2 separate regions of the Rattus norvegicus genome follow, and region 2 is linked to region 1. The links are chromatin contacts, called in public HiChIP or PLAC-seq maps. All regions are on one chromosome and are shown on one strand. Each heading gives the region's core, a stretch centred on a gene start, on an enhancer-like site or on the middle of the called end of the contact. The rest is flanking DNA. Distances are from core to core; before and after follow the strand shown. Region 1 holds the start of Trib2 (tribbles pseudokinase 2). Region 2 overlaps LOC102550954 (a long non-coding RNA gene).

Region 1 (3,758 bases), core at 342-2,841:
TCTAGGGATCACATGAGGTAAGCAGGGGCCTGTTATTTCACAGATGAGACCTAGGGAGGGGAAAATAAAAACAAAAATCCTACCAACTCAGTTTCCTTCTGAAACTGGATACTGACGCTGGAACACAGGTCTCTCAAGCTTTCTTACAAGAAAGTTTTGTGATAGTTACCCAGTAGAGGCCACAGGGAACATTTCTCCATGGGTCCTCTGTAGAGACTATCTAGCGCCGTTCTTGAACTGGGCAGAGACTACATGATGGCACACTAGTCTGTGGTCATCATGACATCCTCAAACTGTTATCCTACTAAGGGACAGTTTAGAGATCGGAGACTGAGTGTAAGGCAGATGAGTGGGGAGCAGGATGTGAGATCTGTGAGAAGACACGGGCCATCTTAGTTTTTTCTTAAAATCTGTTCTCTAGGGTGGCCAGCTGGACAAGCAAGGTCCATTCACCATTCTGAAACAACCCTCAGGGATCTCCTGATCATTAGAGCAACTATTGTCCCAGTTAACTATAATTATAAATAGTTTTCTATTTTCGTTCAAAAGTGGTAGTGCGGAAAACTGTTGCAGAGTGGCCTCCCTCGTAGAAAGCAGTAGCCTCGCCCCAGACCATAGCTGCTTCTCCTTCTCTTTCTGTTTTCCCTGCTACATTGCTTCTCTGAGGTAAAGGCAAGAGGCTGAAGCTGTGGCCTGAACTTTCCCCAGGTCTGCTCAAACCAATAGTCAGGAACCTTACCAGGAAGCTAAGAATAAGTCCGGGTTAAAGTGCAGCCTTCAGTTGAACTTAGTATTGAATGTGTTCCTGGCCCACATACTGAGATGACTGGACTGGAGAAGCCTGGCTCTTTGCCTGGGAGCCAATATCACTTGCAGAGGTGTGAGTGCAAAGAGGTGTGTGTGCCTGAGCCCCCCAAAAGACCCTGTCCTTAAATCAAAAGACGCTGAAAGTACCCCCAATCCTATAACTGTGAAGTGGGGGAGGGGTGGTGACACTAATTACAAGCCCACAATGGACTTCTGTTGAAGTGAGAAGCAACTGGAGAGAGAGTAAAACTAATTCTAGAGACTGTGGGCTGCAAGAAATTCTTCGTTCTTTAAAAACCGAGGGGAGCCTCTTGCTCAGGTTAACATCGCAGCAGAGGAGGGCCCAATACTCAGAAGTTGCGAGGCTTTCTGCAGAAAATCCCATGGAAGAGGATCTAAGTCCCAAAGTTGACCTGAGCCTGCCGGTGTTGCGTGGCGATGGTGGTAGATACACAGCCCAGCATCCTTAGCTCTGCAGCGCGAGCAGCAGGCCAGGCAAGCCCAGAGCCCATGGACTGCGGAAGGATATAAAAGCACTGTTTACCTCGCGCCTGGCCGAGCCATCCAGGGGCGAGGCCAGGGCTCCCGCGGGGGCGCTGCAGGAGTGGCGGCAGCAGTCCTGGCCGCGGGCAGGCGCTGGGGAGCCGCGCGCGAACTGGCAGCGGCGCGGCTGATTGATGGGCTCCCGGCTCAATGACAGGGGCCGGGGCGTGGGTGGGGCGGGGCCGGCGAAGAGGGCGGGGGCTCAGTGGAAATGTGTCGGTGACTTTGAATGGGGAGACTGAGCGCGAGCGAGCGAGGCGCGCGCGCACACATACGCGCACACACAGCCGGGCTCGCTCCGAGATCCCCGGCCACGTAAGTAACTATTAATACCGCCTCGCCCGGGGATGCGGGCGTGCTGAGCGCCGGGATTGGCCTAGGGCACCGTGGCCATCCCCTTTAATTTTTAAATACACGGTCCTCTCCTACTTCTGGGTGGCAAGAAAGAAAAGAAAAGAAGACAAGCCGTCGATTTTTATTTTTCCTCCAGAACAAGCCCGCCGTGCAATTTGGTCGCAAGGCATCGGGAGACAAGAGTGGTTTGCAAATTGTTCCAAGCCTCAAGACCCAGCTGTGCAGCGGAAAAAGAACGCCGCGGGTTAACAGAGTCCGGGGAGCATCTGCGGCCAGCTCCTGCAGGACCCCCGGAAATCTCCTGCCGCTGGTCCCCCCAGGTCACCGCCCGCACTTCTTGCTTCATCAGAGGAGGATCTGGGACGTGAGCGGCGACAGCAAGAGCTAGTGCTGACCGCGCGGGCTCAGCTTTGGGCTTTGTCGCGGTACCTGTGCCTGCCCTACTCCGCACTCCCTACTCAGCTTTTGCAATCTTTTGTTGCCACTGCTGACCGCCCCAAGTTAAATGCTCCTTTGCTATTTTGCTTTTTTTTCTGTCCCTTTTTTTTTTTTTTTTTTTGAGAGCGAGAGGGAGAGCTCTGCGATTTTTTGGAAAAGCCTCAGACGCCATCTACAGTTAAGACTTAGGTAACTGCCCTCTCTAGCACCCCCTTCCACGCCCCCCACCCTTTCTACCAAAAAGGGGGGGTGCAGCGCGGATTCTGGCTGCCGCGCGGCGTGAGCCGGTAGACCCGTGCTTATTTCCTTTTTCTTTTTGTTTGGTTTCTAACGCGTGGAGGGCGAGCCGGCGCCGCACGCTCCCTGAAGACTGCACAAACTCCAGGCAGGGCTCCTCCGCCCGGTCTGCGGATCCTCAGCTGGGGATCGCTCAGGATCCCGGCGCTGCAGCTCCGCACCCCAGAGGCACGCTCACTCGTCCAGATCCACGCGGCGAACAGAGACCCACTGACTCCAGAGTGCGGTTCTGCACTGCGCTGGCGGCTTCTGGGTAACAAAAGGACCCGAGTTGTCGGCCGAGCGAGCACCCCCGGGAGCGGGGCTCGCAGCCGGGGACCAGCCCTGCGGCGCCCATCTGGGGGCTAGTTCTTAACTCTCCTCTACGGAGCCCCAGACGGGTCCCCTCCCTTCTTGATCCTTTTAAGTCTGTGGCACAGAGGCGCCTGCACCCGCGGCTCATCCATCTCTCCAGTGGGGTTTTTCTTTTTGGTTTGTTTGTTTTGTCGTGTGCGATCCCCACACTCATGAACATACACAGGTCTACCCCTATCACAATAGCGAGATATGGGAGATCGCGGAACAAAACCCAGGATTTCGAAGAGCTGTCGTCTATAAGGTCCGCTGAGCCCAGCCAGAGTTTCAGCCCGAACCTTGGCTCTCCGAGCCCGCCCGAGACTCCGAACTTGTCGCATTGCGTTTCCTGCATCGGGAAATACTTACTGTTGGAGCCTCTGGAGGGAGACCACGTTTTCCGCGCTGTGCATCTGCACAGCGGAGAGGAGCTGGTGTGCAAGGTAACCAGCCCATCTTTGCTTTTGCGTTTTGTCTTTTGCTTAAATTAAAAAAAAAATATCCTGGGGACTTTGCCTGTGCGGGAGGTCTCAAAGCTCTCAAGTCCAGGACTGAAAGATTGCTGGGATCATTATGCGTGGCCTCGTTAAACGGGTTTATTTGTGTGTCTGTCCACGTTCGACTAGTTGCGAAGTTTTCAGACCGTTTCAGACAATGGGGCGGGCTGCAGCGGGGGCGTTTTGGGGAGATCCGGGGAGGGAGGGCGGCGAATCTGAACCGGGGCACGGACATGCGTGCCCTGGGAGGCTCGTAGAGCTCGGGTGCGTGGGGCTGATTCCCTTTGCCGGGGCATTTCTCTCCCCAGGTCGATCCCCCTCCCCTTCATGTAAGGACTAGGGAATCCCCGGTTGGTTTTCAGACGCCGCTCCTTCGGTTTCTTTTGTAGCCATTGTTCTTAGCAGCCTGCAGGTGTTAAACCTTTGTTCCAAAGGTGGCTTTTTAAAAGAGACACAAAAAGTGTCCCCTCCGGCTGAGCCCAAGGCTCT
Region 2 (3,758 bases), core at 421-2,920, 720 kb before region 1:
CCTGTGTCCAAGGGAGATGAACCTTTCACAATCTACGACCTGTAGACAAACCGAACATGGGAAGAATATCATAGTGGGCTGCTTCTTGCTCTATCCTGGTGCCCTGTGGTGGATGGGGGACAGCCTGAAGGTGCTGGGTCTCTGGGGACAGACATTCACATTGCTGCATTGCTGAGAAGATGCCTTGGTCTGGAAGAGCATCCCAACTGGACAGGCTCTGCTAAGAGCGCTGTGTGGTTTCTAGCCTGCAGGAGGTACGGGTGGCAAACATTTTTTGTGCCTTGAATCTGGGTACATGAAGCATCTGCTGCGAGCCAGGTATTTGAGAGGACTCTTGTTTCTAATGCACCCCGGATGTTTGTCCTGACTGAAAGCACAGCAGCTTTGTCTGCACCCCTTCCAAGTGTGCAAAGCCAGGTTCTCCACGATCAGGTGCTCATTCTGCTGTTTCCCATTTTCTGCAGAGTCTCCAGTTTGCCTTGGTCCCCCACTGTTCCTCTTTCATCAGAATGACCAAAGCCTGGTCCTTACCACTGCACACTCTAGTTGCTCTAATTAAACATTCGAGACCCACCAGGGCAACTCCCTTGCAATCCTTGCCATCTTCCAGCTCATTCTGTTCTTGTCTCTTGGTGGGAATGCACAGAGACAATTCAGGGAGGGGAGAGGTCACAGTGACATTAAGTTGAACTGGGATAGATTGGGTTCAGACCTCCTTGAGTACCAGGAACCCTCACCTCAGGAGTCCTTACCTGATTTCTGCACGGTGCCAATAGATGGACTGGATCAATGCTCTCCTAGTGACATGAGTGACCCTCGCTCTGGAACTCATGGGAAATGCTAGTTCTGAGTAGGCACCAGAGCACACAGTAGCTGTGTCTTAGCATGCCTGGGGAAGTGAGAGAGTTCCCAAAGTTCGAGGCCTGGTTAAAATGAATGCAAAGCCTCCTTTGAAAGGGACAGCTTATGCCTATTGCCTTGACTTGTGGGATGGCCAATAGGCAAGGGGGGCGGGGCTTACCCAGAGGAAACAAAACACACAGTCACCCTGGAAGCCGCTTCCAGGCTTCACAGAGTATGGCATTACTTGGATTGTGTTCCACATTATTCCCCCACCCCCAACCTCCAGCAAAAGCTGACAGGAGACCCGTGGGAAGGCCCTGATGTCCCTGAAGAGCTGTTCTTGTCCTGAACAGTCCTTGAAAAGGCTTCCTAAGGCAGCACCTGGAGAGCAGGGCAGACGGCAGCTTTGAGCCCGTCAGAGCAGATACAGTTTCTCCATTCGTTCCTGGCACAATTGGGTAAGTGTGCACTGGCTCAGCAGGCCTCCAGCTGCGCGCTGTGCTCTGCTCTGCTGGACCGGTGCCTGGGGCCCGTGTAGGGTGCTCTGTTCCCGTGGGAAGTATTCCTAGCTCCTGTTGACAGCTTTGTAGCTGGGAAGGTCTGCTTTCTGGGGCTGGCCACTGACTGTGCCAGCCAACAGTTGTCTTAGGCCCTAGCACGCAGCTCCTGGCCTGGCACACGGGTACGGCCACTATCAGTGGGTAGTCACTTGAACTCGGTTGGGTCCTTCTAAACAGTGCTTTGAGGCTCCAGACCCATGCTGCTTGCTCCCTGGGGCTGCTGTGAGAGGCCATCACACAGCCTCCCCTATTTCAGTCCTGTAGGGAGTGACACTGTGTTGAAAGAATGCCACATGTGGCTGGGCTGGCTTCATGTCTTTGGTGTTGTATGGCTGCCATGCTAGGACTCCTAGTAAGATCTGTGTATAACTTCCAGTTGGAGGAACAGACTCCCAGTGAATATCCTCACTGAAGCCATATAAGAAATACACGGAGTTCTACTTCCGATCCTGTTCTCTGCTTCCTGATCTGTCAAGGTGTGAATAATTGTTGTCCTGTGCTTCTGTCACCTCAGAGGAGCCACCGCAGCTGACATGGCTCCTCGGCCATGACTATACTATACTGTACTATACTATACTGTACTATACTATACTGTACTATACTATACTATACCATACTATACTGTACCATACTATACTGTACCATACTATACTGTACCATACTATACTGTACTATACTGTACTGTACTATACTGTACTGTACTCTACTATACTGTACTCTACTATACTGTACTCTACTATACTGTACTCTACTATACTGTACTCTACTATACTGTACTCTACTATACTGTACTCTACTATACTGTACTATACTATACTGTACTATACTATACTGTACTATACTATACTGTACTATACTATACTGTACCATACTATACTATAGAGAGCTAAATAACTGCACACGTGGTGGGCCTTGATTTGTAATTAACTTGTCTTTTTAGTTATCCTAACAGCCACATTTTAAATCACACTGTTCTTATGGATGTGGACACTTAGGCTCCAAGGCAAGTAAGCTTGCCTACTGTTACCGACAAGCCTCAGTCGCACCTCTATGAATGTTTTGTGTGCATGAAGGCCACCGCAGCCTGTCACTCTGTTCCTCTACGCGCTGGTTTTAAGGGCAGCCTGAAAAGAAACTGTTCCTGGTCAAGGGTCACAATGCCTGAATTTTCGTCATCCCTGAATCAACTCCTTCAAACTTCCAATGCCAAAGCCAATGGCTTTCTCTGGGACTGTGGCTTGTCAGTGAGTCATGGGAGGTTGATCAGATGAGGCATTTGGTGAGGATTTGGAATCATAAGATTTGTGGTAGTTCGAGTTTTGTCCCTTTGACAAATACCCAAGAGAAGCAAATTGAGTGGGGTGGGCTGGGCCTCCCTGTGGCTCAGGCTCTCAATGGTTCAGGGCTGTTGGCTCCATTGCTTCTGAGCTTGTGCTGAGTCGGAACAGCCAGGTGGGAGCTACCACTAGAGCCAAGAGGAGGAGACAGGAAAGGACAGGGTCAGGACACGCCCCTAAAAGCTACCCTCTCAGGGATCTACTTCTTCAGGCCGGTCCCTAAAGATCCCATCAATACCCCAAATAACGTCACCAAGAGTCTCTAGGGATATTTCCTGTTCAAACCATGACGCATGCCCACGAAATACTGTGCTTGCGTCTTACAGATTTTCCTTGCTACATCAAGGCACGTGAAGATCGCTGGTACTTAGGAAGTGGGACCTCCAACCCAGGAGAAGATTCTAGAAAGTGTGGCATAGGCTGAGGTGAGGAATCCACTCATTCATTTCTTGAAGTAACGTTGTCTCTATTTTGTAGGTGGGGAAACGGGCTCTGAGACAGCAGGGAGTGACTTGATTAGACGGAAGAGATTCGGTCTGTCAGTCGTAGACCCCAGTGTCAACTGCTTCTGAGCATACGTTCTGCACCAAGGACCGTGCTTGAAACCCTTGGTCAGATGGCAGGTGGTAGGGATAAACTGTGCTTCCACAAAACTCTGAGCTCCCCACACCTCTGAAGGTCGCTTTCACAAAGGTGACAGGATGAAAAGGCCCTTAACATGGTCTTCATCTAACTGGGAAAGTGTGCTTGTAAGAAGAAATTTGAATGCAGGCGTCTGTGTGCCTACAGGAAAGCCCATGAGAGGACACATTAGCTAACTAACTAATGCCAGCAGGAGAGGTCTCAGGAAAAGCCAGATTGCCAACACCTTGGCATTGATGTGGATTATGAGACTAGAAGCTTCCATTGTTTAATCCCTAGTAGGAAGTAACCTTAGACGCTTGGCATACCAGGCCAGCCCATCTCTTATGATCAGGTATCTCCCTGGGCACTGGGCCTTTGATAATTGCCAGAAATG

The links. HiChIP or PLAC-seq counts read pairs in DNA pulled down with a chosen protein or histone mark.
Region 2: a contact with region 1 is called in an H3K27ac HiChIP or PLAC-seq map of oligodendrocytes, with 20 times the contacts expected there. The contact joins the enhancer-like site here to the promoter of Trib2 in region 1. A contact is called at or near these places in 12 of 12 Hi-C or Micro-C datasets (the A7r5 cell line, the Rat2 cell line, Schwann cells and 7 more) and 1 of 1 datasets of contacts at active chromatin or transcription factors (oligodendrocytes).

What each region holds. Positions count from the first base shown.
Region 1 is chr6:44,296,927-44,300,684 of GRCr8, reverse strand. It overlaps Trib2 (tribbles pseudokinase 2), which reads left to right and starts at 1,591. Exons shown (of 3, transcript NM_001108015.3): 1 at 1,591-3,215. The coding sequence starts at 2,946.
Region 2 is chr6:45,014,828-45,018,585 of GRCr8, reverse strand. It overlaps LOC102550954 (a long non-coding RNA gene), which reads left to right. Exons shown (of 6, transcript XR_010052219.1): 1 at 1-1,301; 2 at 3,067-3,165. Among named protein-coding and RNA genes, the nearest start is that of Lpin1, 92 kb to the left of the region's middle. Within about 2 kb of position 1,670, at least 37 of the 93 cell types and tissues checked have an H3K27ac peak or open chromatin away from gene starts, as enhancers often do.